Linked DNA regions of Mus musculus: region 1 is linked to region 2. The links are chromatin contacts, called in public promoter capture Hi-C maps. All regions are on one chromosome and are shown on one strand. The core of a region is the stretch at or near the end of the contact, and the rest is flanking DNA. Distances in the headings are between cores, read along the strand shown.

Region 1 (4,215 bases), core at 1,631-4,130, 3.2 Mb before region 2:
CTAAAGTAGATACATGCAAGGCACTGACAACAGCCTGGGTAGATCAGCCTTCGCTTGTATTTAAACATCTGAGAATACAGAACACACTCCTAACAGTCCCTGTCTGTGATATACTCATCATCATAACCCTGTCTACACATGCTCCTGAAGATGGAAACTCCATTCCCATTTAACAATATAAGATTCCTGAACAGAATGGGAGCCACATTCTAGCTCAAATATTTACAGTGCTCCTTCCATCTTATTCTTCAAAATGTAACTCATTCCTTAAAAAGACCACACTAAAAGTCTTGCTGATGGTGATGCTGGCTCAGTTGCCTCTTAGGATCAAGTGAAAATAAGTAGCTAAATCGATAACCAACTCGCTTTTATACTATAGCGCTCCATTACTGACTGCTTCTTAGATGTCAATAACTGAGATCACATTGCTCTTACACTGTAAAATCACATACTACATGTTCTTTTCTTGGGTCCTCCCCACTCCTCCATGTATCAGTCTAACTCCTACTTGACTTCTCAGTGTGGACACCACGTTTTTATTCCAGACATTCCTCCTTAACTAGATACACCACTACAATTTCTCACAATACTTCCTCTTGCTCAATTACATGTCCCTCCTTTGGGTTCCAAAATTACTCTTTGCACACTGCTTTTGCAAGAATTATCATATTGTACTCTAATTGTTTGTAAGACATCAGCTCTGTCCACCTTTAAACTCCTCCTAAAGCAAGATCTTTGCTTGTCTGCATTAGACAGTTCTTATCAGCATCTGGTATTTGATAGGCATTTGAAAGCATTTGTGAAAGGAGTGAATCGATGCTATGAATACACTCAGATTTAGAAACAGAATTATAGAGACATGTCTTTATAAACAATTAATGCATCATGCTTAATTCCCTAATCATGCAAAATTCCCTAAGCAAGTAGTTCCTTATCTATATTCACTATGACATAAACATTTTCTAATGTAAACAGACAGTATAAAACACCTTACCGGTAATGTTCCAGGCAGAGATGCATCAAAATAAGAAACCAGAGAATTTGGAGGTGCTGCAAAGCACACTTGAGCTCCAGAGAAGAGTTTAGAGTTGGAGGAAATCTGTGCATGAATTTCCAGTCCTACTACAGCTGCCCATTTGTGTTCACTAAAGGGAAGGAAAATGGTTAAAACGTTACATTTGTCGCTAAATATAAATTCTTATAAACCTATATTTCCAATTATAATCTTGTGTTTTAAATTAAAATTTTATATGCTTATATTTTAAAATGTGTCATTTTATTGGTGAATAAACTAAATGTACCTTATTAGTTAATAAACACTAAGTAAATGACTCAGTAAATAATAAAAGCTTATCTTATCATTATTTGGGTTTAATACAAATGCCAGGATTCTAGTTCTAGAGAAATGATGGCTAAAGAATAAATTATCGCCCATATTTTGAGTTCATTGTTAAGAGCTTGTAGCTACAGAAGCAGGATCAGATACCATAGACTACCACAATATGGTATTCCTTAAAACCCGTGAAAAAGAACAGAAAACCATTAGAGGAAACTTTGTTTTCATCCACCAAGTCCCATCCAGTTCTTGAGATCTAAACTTAAATTTTTTTCATTTGTTCATACTTCACTGCTAGCAAATCTTTGTAAATGCTTACAGTGATATACTGTCTCTTATCTGAACAGCCCTACTCTGGTGAGCCAGTACTCCACTCTCTTTGGGGAATTAAATTCTCTATTCCTATGTATGTTCCTAGTCTTCACTTCTCCCTAGACATTTTCTATATTAGTCAGATTTTAATTCATGTGCATTCAGTTTTGTTTTAAGCAGTTCAACAGATGAAGGAATGAGAAAAGATTAATTCCTTCTTTCTAAAATTTGATAATAAAGCTTTCAAGAGAGAGGAAATAAACTAAGAAATTCAGAAATTCTGCATGTTCTAATTGCTAATCGAAGTATTTCTGCAGTTTCATTTCGTGGAAAGAAAATAGTCTAGTTTATGAAGAGAATAGAAAGGTGATGATTTTGGACATTTTTCTTCTCTTCTTCACTGAAATGCTAAAAAGAATGCCAACCTCAACAAAACAAAACTTTTTTAAAAATTGCCTTGTTGCTGTATTTTAAAAGAAGCTTTAAATCATGTACACGGAAGCAACTAACTGCTGTACAACATAAGCAATTCTTTATATAATCGGGGAAAGATTTCGTCAGTCGACTAACATCCTCCTGGGGTCTAGACAAATATGCCCACAATAAAACCACAGATAGCTAGTGCTTTCTGACTAATAAGACCTCTCCTATCTGGGGCTTTGTACAACGGCTATTTTCTGTCTTTAAATTATTGCTAGCCTGTAGTGACGCCAAATGCCCGCTACATACGAGCCAGAGTCTAGTGTCGCAGACCCCACACGAGTTAGTAGGGCAAAGTATTCCAGTCTTCTGTCTGAGAAGACGACTGGAGGAAACGCTATTTTACATTCGCACGTTGTCCAAATATGCCTACTTTAAGACAGAAGTTTTAAGTGTGAGGCTGAAGGTGGCAGGCCTGGTTTTGTGTTTTCATTTAGGTTCAGTTGCCCATAACACAGGTGACCACCCTCCAGCACACTAAAACCCTCAGGCTGGGCTGCCGGGGCCATTATCTTCGTTCTGCACTTCCACGAGACAGGCAAAAGTACGAAGAAGATATACCCTTTCCTCGGCTTCTGAGCCGTGTGGAGGGAAGGCTGAGCCACTGAACTCTGTCTCCTAGCCCAGTTGGATGTGGGCCCAGTCTGAGAGCCACTTCGGTGGCGGGAACCGCCATCTAGCCATGTTAAAGCCCAGCGTCTTCCAGGGAAACCCAAGCGCAGCATGGGCGCCGCCATAGCGTCGCCGAAGTCCCGGTCAGGTGACCCACCCTCCCTCTGCCGCGAGGCTCCCTGGGAAGCGTAGTTCTGGCAATGCGCCACAACCCGTGTAGCTCTTGACCGGAAGACTACTGTTCCCAGCAACCCAATTCAAAGGCTGCCGGAACTTTGTTAGGGAGGGGCGGAACCAAAGAAGTGGGAAGGTTGGTGGGTCCTGTGTGACTCCTCCTAGCGGGGAGTTGGAGAGCTTTGTGGCGGTAGAGCTTGTGTGTACTTTGACAGCTCTTTGAGGGAGCGCCAAGCAAGGAAGCCTCACCAAGGATTTTATACTCAGCTTAAGCCCGTGAGTTGAAACAAATGACCCTAACATTACCACAAAGGCTTCCTGGACCCTCCAACGCTTTTATTTTTTCTGTCTTGCTCGCACACCTCGCACACAAATTTGTGCATTATTTCAACTGATACTTATTTGCATGCCTGCTATATATACCTAGTTCAATAATAAGGCAGCATTGATATGCTAGAAAGAAAGACTTTGGGGATGTTATATTTTAAAGAATTGACATTTTAGGGAGAGGAACCATACAGAAAAACGTTTTAAAAATTGTTTTCATGTCCGAAAAAAATTTTTAAACTTTTATGTGCTTTTTACTTACTATTTTTCTTAGCCAACATCTGAAACAATTTCTTGTGTTAGAAAGCTTTGATAGAAAAAAAGACATCACCTCAATGGATTTCTTTTGTTGTTTGACTTCAGAACTCATCTTGGACTGGGCATATCCCTCAGTGGTACAGCATTTGCCTACCATGTAGAGATGCTAGGTCCCACCCTCAGGAAGGCAAAACCAAGCAGAGCCTTTCATATCCCTTGTTGAAATTCCAGGTGATTTTTTTTTTTATTTGAAAACTTAGTCTACAATAGTTCTTACTTTCATTGCCTGATTTTAATTGTCAACATAGTCTTAACAGCTATCTTTGATTTCAATGGATCCTTGTCTGGTATTTACCATAGTATTTCCAGAGTACAGAGTAGGCGCCTCAAGAATATATGAAGTAGTACAGTGCAGTGAATGTATTTGACAAATGGGGGCTGTTGAGAGGGTATGTTCTTTAGAAACGCAATAACAGATTGGGGTAGTGGTGAAGGGTAAAGTAAAACATATGTTTCTGGGAGATGTGCAAGGTGAGATTGAGGGACCTGATCGAGAGTTGGAGGTTCTGTACCTGCTCCTTGCTGACAGGTCCAGGACAGAGGAGAGAGGTCCCTGTCCCTCTGGGGTCTCTCCAGGGCTGAGCAGGATGGCGAGTGTCAACGGCCCAAAAGAAACACACAGAGTTGGGAGTCTTGTTGAAGCAGGAACTCAACTT
Region 2 (4,484 bases), core at 1,306-3,805:
TTCCCGTAGGCTCAGGAACTTGACTACCTAGTCCCCACGTGATGGCACTGTTTGGTGAGGAGGGACTGGCTTGTGGATGAAGTACTTCTCTGGGAGTGGGCTTTGTCACAGCCTTGACATCATTCCAGGTCTCTTTCTGCTCTGTGTGTCTGCCGTTGAAGGCACCTCGCTCACATCATTTTGAACTGTAGACCGAAATGAACTCTTTTTCTAAGTCACTTTTGCTCATGATGTTTTACACCAGCAACAGAAAATCAGTTACTATACCCTCTATTACAGCCCCAGATCTGGTCTGTGTCACAAAAGCATTACATAAGCACCACTGTTTAACCCTGTGAACCCCGGTTGCAATTACAGATATAGAATTCTTAAAGTTGAACTTAAAGATGAAACTACTTCCAAAGACAGCTTAGTCCTAAGGTAGCATTTTACTATAGACCTAGTAATAGTTTTAAATTTACATTCAGAAATAAGTAGAGATAATTTGTGATCTCCTTGAAAATTAAGAGTGGCTTCCTAACTCACTGCACACATAGAATTCTGAAGCTAGTGAATTCACAGGCATCCATCATGAGAGGTTATGGGATAGGTGAAATGCAACTAAGACAGCAAAACACAGGACCCTGGCTCATTTGTCTATTCACTTACATACCAATCTCGTCACTGTCAAAGTCATCGGAGTATTCGGAACTTCTCTGCCTGGCTGACCGGGCTGTAATGGCTCTGATCAGCTCATCCTGCAACGAGATCAGTAACTAACATCAATTCCCATTCAAGCAGGGATGTCTCGTACTTAGATCTTAAAACAACTATACTCGGTTATTCTACATTCACATTTAAGTTCATTCACCCAACTTTACTCTAAGCCTACGCTGTACAACGTACCCACGTCATCAGACTCAGCGCAGAATTGAGCCATTTCCTCGGGACTGGTAAATAAATAGGAAGTGACTACTAGTATTAGATAGATTAATTGCAGGTTACAATCTTCGCTAAATGCTAATGAATGATAGGGGCATCAATTTAATTGGATTTACTAGAAACTGACATTCTGTTACAGATGCCTACATTTTGAGGGAGGGAAGTGCTTAGGTTTGACAAGCATGACAGGCTACTTTGATAGCCTACCACTGAGGCAGACCCTCAGCCTCAAACTGGTCCTTGAAGTGTATTACAGAGATGGGCATAATGTGATAAACACGGGAACAAGAGTTGGATGCAGCATTGGCACAGTCAGACCTTGTGACGCTTACGACAGAAAACCAAAATCTAAAGAGAGCCAAGCTCTGAAGTCGCTCTTTGGCTTGCAACTTAGAAACCAAATATTGAAGACAGGATCCTACAGAGAGGGGTGTTTCAATACTGGAGCCCAAAGTTGACAGATGACCTACAACACACTAACAGTGAAGCAAGAACTCCTCCCACGTCATGCCAGATCTTGTGAGAACCAGCAAGGGCTAGGCAGCAGCATAATCAAAACCAAATGCTTTGCAGCGTTTTACCTGAAAGGAAGTTCTCTTGGTAGCCTTTGGACTCTTGGTGTACGCCAAAGTTGTGCTGAAGATTTCATCGGACATGGTGTGTCCTTTTTCTCTGCTTTTATACAACAGTTAATAAATTACTGAAATAATTCATTCAACCTCTGATGGTGGCTGAAATATACATATAAATATTTTAAAGAATTAGACGTTTTTACATGATCAAGACACTGTTCCTGGGATTAGTGCCCCACAACCCCGCTCCAAAGAGAAATCGCTCTAATCATTGTACAATATATTCACCTAAAAACGTTAAGAGCGTTTTATGTTAAGTACATAAAAATTTCACAACAAATTGGTTTTCACGAAAAGAAAATCCATGAGGAAGTTATTACTGTTCTACATCCACTAGAAGGATGAATGAACTACATAATAACAAAATGTTGCCAAACAATTTCACTTTCCATTATTAAAAACACACAGCATTGCGGACGCCACCACGACTTAGTTCAAGCTGCAACCAAGAGGACTGTCAAGGTTCCCAGCCCCGGAAATGGCTTGCACATAACAGTATTCAAAACGATGCTTAACCACAAGCAGCAGCGACATTTTCCCAAACCATTCGTTTGCTGTTACACACACATCTCCACACTAAGTTGCAGCACATCAGGCTTCCAGCGCGCGACGTCGGAGGCCCATTTGGATCGCCGGCCACCGCCCAGAGCTCCCCGGGCTGGCCAGGCGGCGTCCGCATCCCAGCTCCGCGCGGCTCCCGGCCCAGCACGCGCCAGGGCCCCGCACACCCAGCACGGTCCCCTCCGTTCCTCCACGTACCACGGCCCGCGCCTCCTGCATCCACCCCGCTCCCCGTGCACCCGGGCCCCTGTGACCACCTGAGAACCCAGCGGCTATGCTCTAGCACAGGTGTCGCCCCCGGCCCGGGCCTCGCGGTCTGGGAAACCAGGTATTGGAATAACCTGGAGGCGGGGCAAAAGATGGAGGCAGAAGGCGGTTGCTAGGCAACAGCGTCCCCGGGAGGAAGTGACTTCCAACCGCCTGGTCTCTTGGGTACCCAACACCGCCTTTCCGCCGGCGTCGCTGGGACAACCGCACAGACCAAGGAAGTGACATCACTGGTGGAGGTGTTGGGAGCGCGGTGCCCTATCAGCTTGTGTGCAATGGCTGTTACCTAGGAAACAAGACCGGCCCTCTGCCATCACGCCACAAGGAACCTTGATTGCCCCTGCTCAGAGTCCTTGTTTATAGGCAGGTATTGCGTGACCACGATGCAAAGCTTCCTTTTGCTAGTTAGAACGTGGAATGCGTGAGTCAGTGCAGTGTCAGCGGACTCAACAGAACGACGTAGTAGTGACGTTTGCAATCGTCGGAGTTAAACTGCACGTTTGATTCTTGGAATATGCAAAATAAGATCTCTATGATTTGATAAGAAACTAATAAGACTGTCTCCTTAAAGGATTGCAGTGAATACCGAATACAATATATAGCGAAATATTGGGAAATGTTTAGAATCGCATTCAGTTAATATTACATAGGAGCGTTTCTTGTAAGTAATGCAGTTGGGGGGGGGGGGGCGGAGGAGGAGGAGGCAGAGAGTAGGGGTAGGGGTGTGTGTGCTAAAGTATCCCATAAGCACACACAGCCCAGAGCCTGTTTTACATCTTTGGTGAAAAGTTTACCCTTTCTATATTTAGTAGATAATCTGGTTAAAAAGAAGTCAGCAAATAAAACACAGGGGAGAAGGCTGGAAAAAGTACTGCTGACAGTATCACTATCTTTGCCATTTAATAATTTATTAATACACAAAACACTTAAACTTTTAAAGTTACACAGACTTCATCTATTTTTAACTTGAAAAAGGTATGTCGAAATCAATTCATTAACAAGTGACTAAACTTGTTTCTGTATCTCCACAATGTTTCTTTTAAAAAATAACCCTGACAAATAGATCTTTAAATACACAAAAACAAATATGAAGTTCAGTGAGAAAAAGGTTTCTAAGTAATATTTGCAATAACTCCTTTAAAAAGCCTAGTTTAAGTTTTTCAACTTGTTCTTGGTTGGTAAATTTGTTTTGGCTAATTATGTTGTTTTTAACTATTTTTAAGTGAATATCTGCATAAGGAAAAGATTTTCTATTTTCACCAGTTACTGTTAGCTTTTCTATCCTACATTTTATTAACATCTATGATTCTGATAAAGGCCCTGTACCCACGGCGGGTACCCAAATGGGAAGAACTAATTTTTAGATAATGTGTAAGGGCTCTATTCATTTGGTATTCATTTAACTGATATAACTTTAATGTAGGCATGACTTACAAAAATAAACTTACAACAACATCAATGATAGAGAACACTGAGTTCCCAGCTACCAATAGGGCCGGGTTGCACACAATGGGAATGGGTTTCGGATGGTTGTTTGCCACAAGCACAAAGTGAGAGGCTCTAAAGAGAATTCTTTCTAGCAGCAATTCAGTTGTTACACATGTGAGTTTGAGTTGAGTACTAAGTATGGGAGAGAAGGCTGGACCTGAAGTCCAGTATATGGACCCACCTAACCATGGTTTTGAGTGGCTCAGCACAGGAACTGCTTTTAGTTAGTGCTCAAGATAATTTACTGTCAGTGATTCTTCAGGTTGCCTTTTGGTTTTGGTGTGTGTGTGTCTTTGTGTGTGTGCATGTGTGCACCTGCATGAGCACCTGTGCATGCCTGCATGTGTTTGGGCAGGATATAGGGTAGACGAAGACCCCTTTTCATATCACAAAGAAATTGAGATGTGACTTTTATTCAGCAGTTCCTAATCCTCGCTTAGCACAAAGTTAGTTGTTCTGTGGCTTGTGGTACAGGTTAGAGATCAGAAAAAATTGTTTAAAGGAACAAGGGTCTGTGCTCACAATCATCATGGGAGCAGTCTATGGGCACTGGATGGTATGCTGTAAGACATGAGTCCCCACAGCTCTTGCAGGTTGAAGGCTGAGTTCAGATAC

The links. Promoter capture Hi-C pulls out the DNA fragments that hold promoters and counts their contacts.
Region 1: a promoter capture Hi-C map of pre-B cells shows a contact between it and region 2, with 9 times the contacts expected there. The contact joins the promoter of Gatb here to the promoter of Map9 in region 2. A contact is called at or near these places in 1 of 39 promoter capture datasets (pre-B cells) and 2 of 484 Hi-C or Micro-C datasets (CD4 T cells and pre-B cells).

What each region holds. Positions count from the first base shown.
Region 1 is chr3:85,572,794-85,577,008 of GRCm38.p6, reverse strand. Gatb (glutamyl-tRNA(Gln) amidotransferase, subunit B) reads right to left here and starts at 2,880. Exons shown (of 13, transcript NM_144896.4): 1 at 2,690-2,880; 2 at 995-1,145. The coding sequence starts at 2,865. It overlaps Gm46809 (a long non-coding RNA gene), which reads right to left and starts at 988. Exons shown (of 2, transcript XR_001783869.2): 1 at 1-988. It also overlaps Gm3740.
Region 2 is chr3:82,356,143-82,360,626 of GRCm38.p6, reverse strand. It overlaps Map9 (microtubule-associated protein 9), which reads right to left and starts at 2,555. Exons shown (of 14, transcript NM_001081230.1): 1 at 2,372-2,555; 2 at 1,503-1,652; 3 at 653-737. The coding sequence starts at 1,577.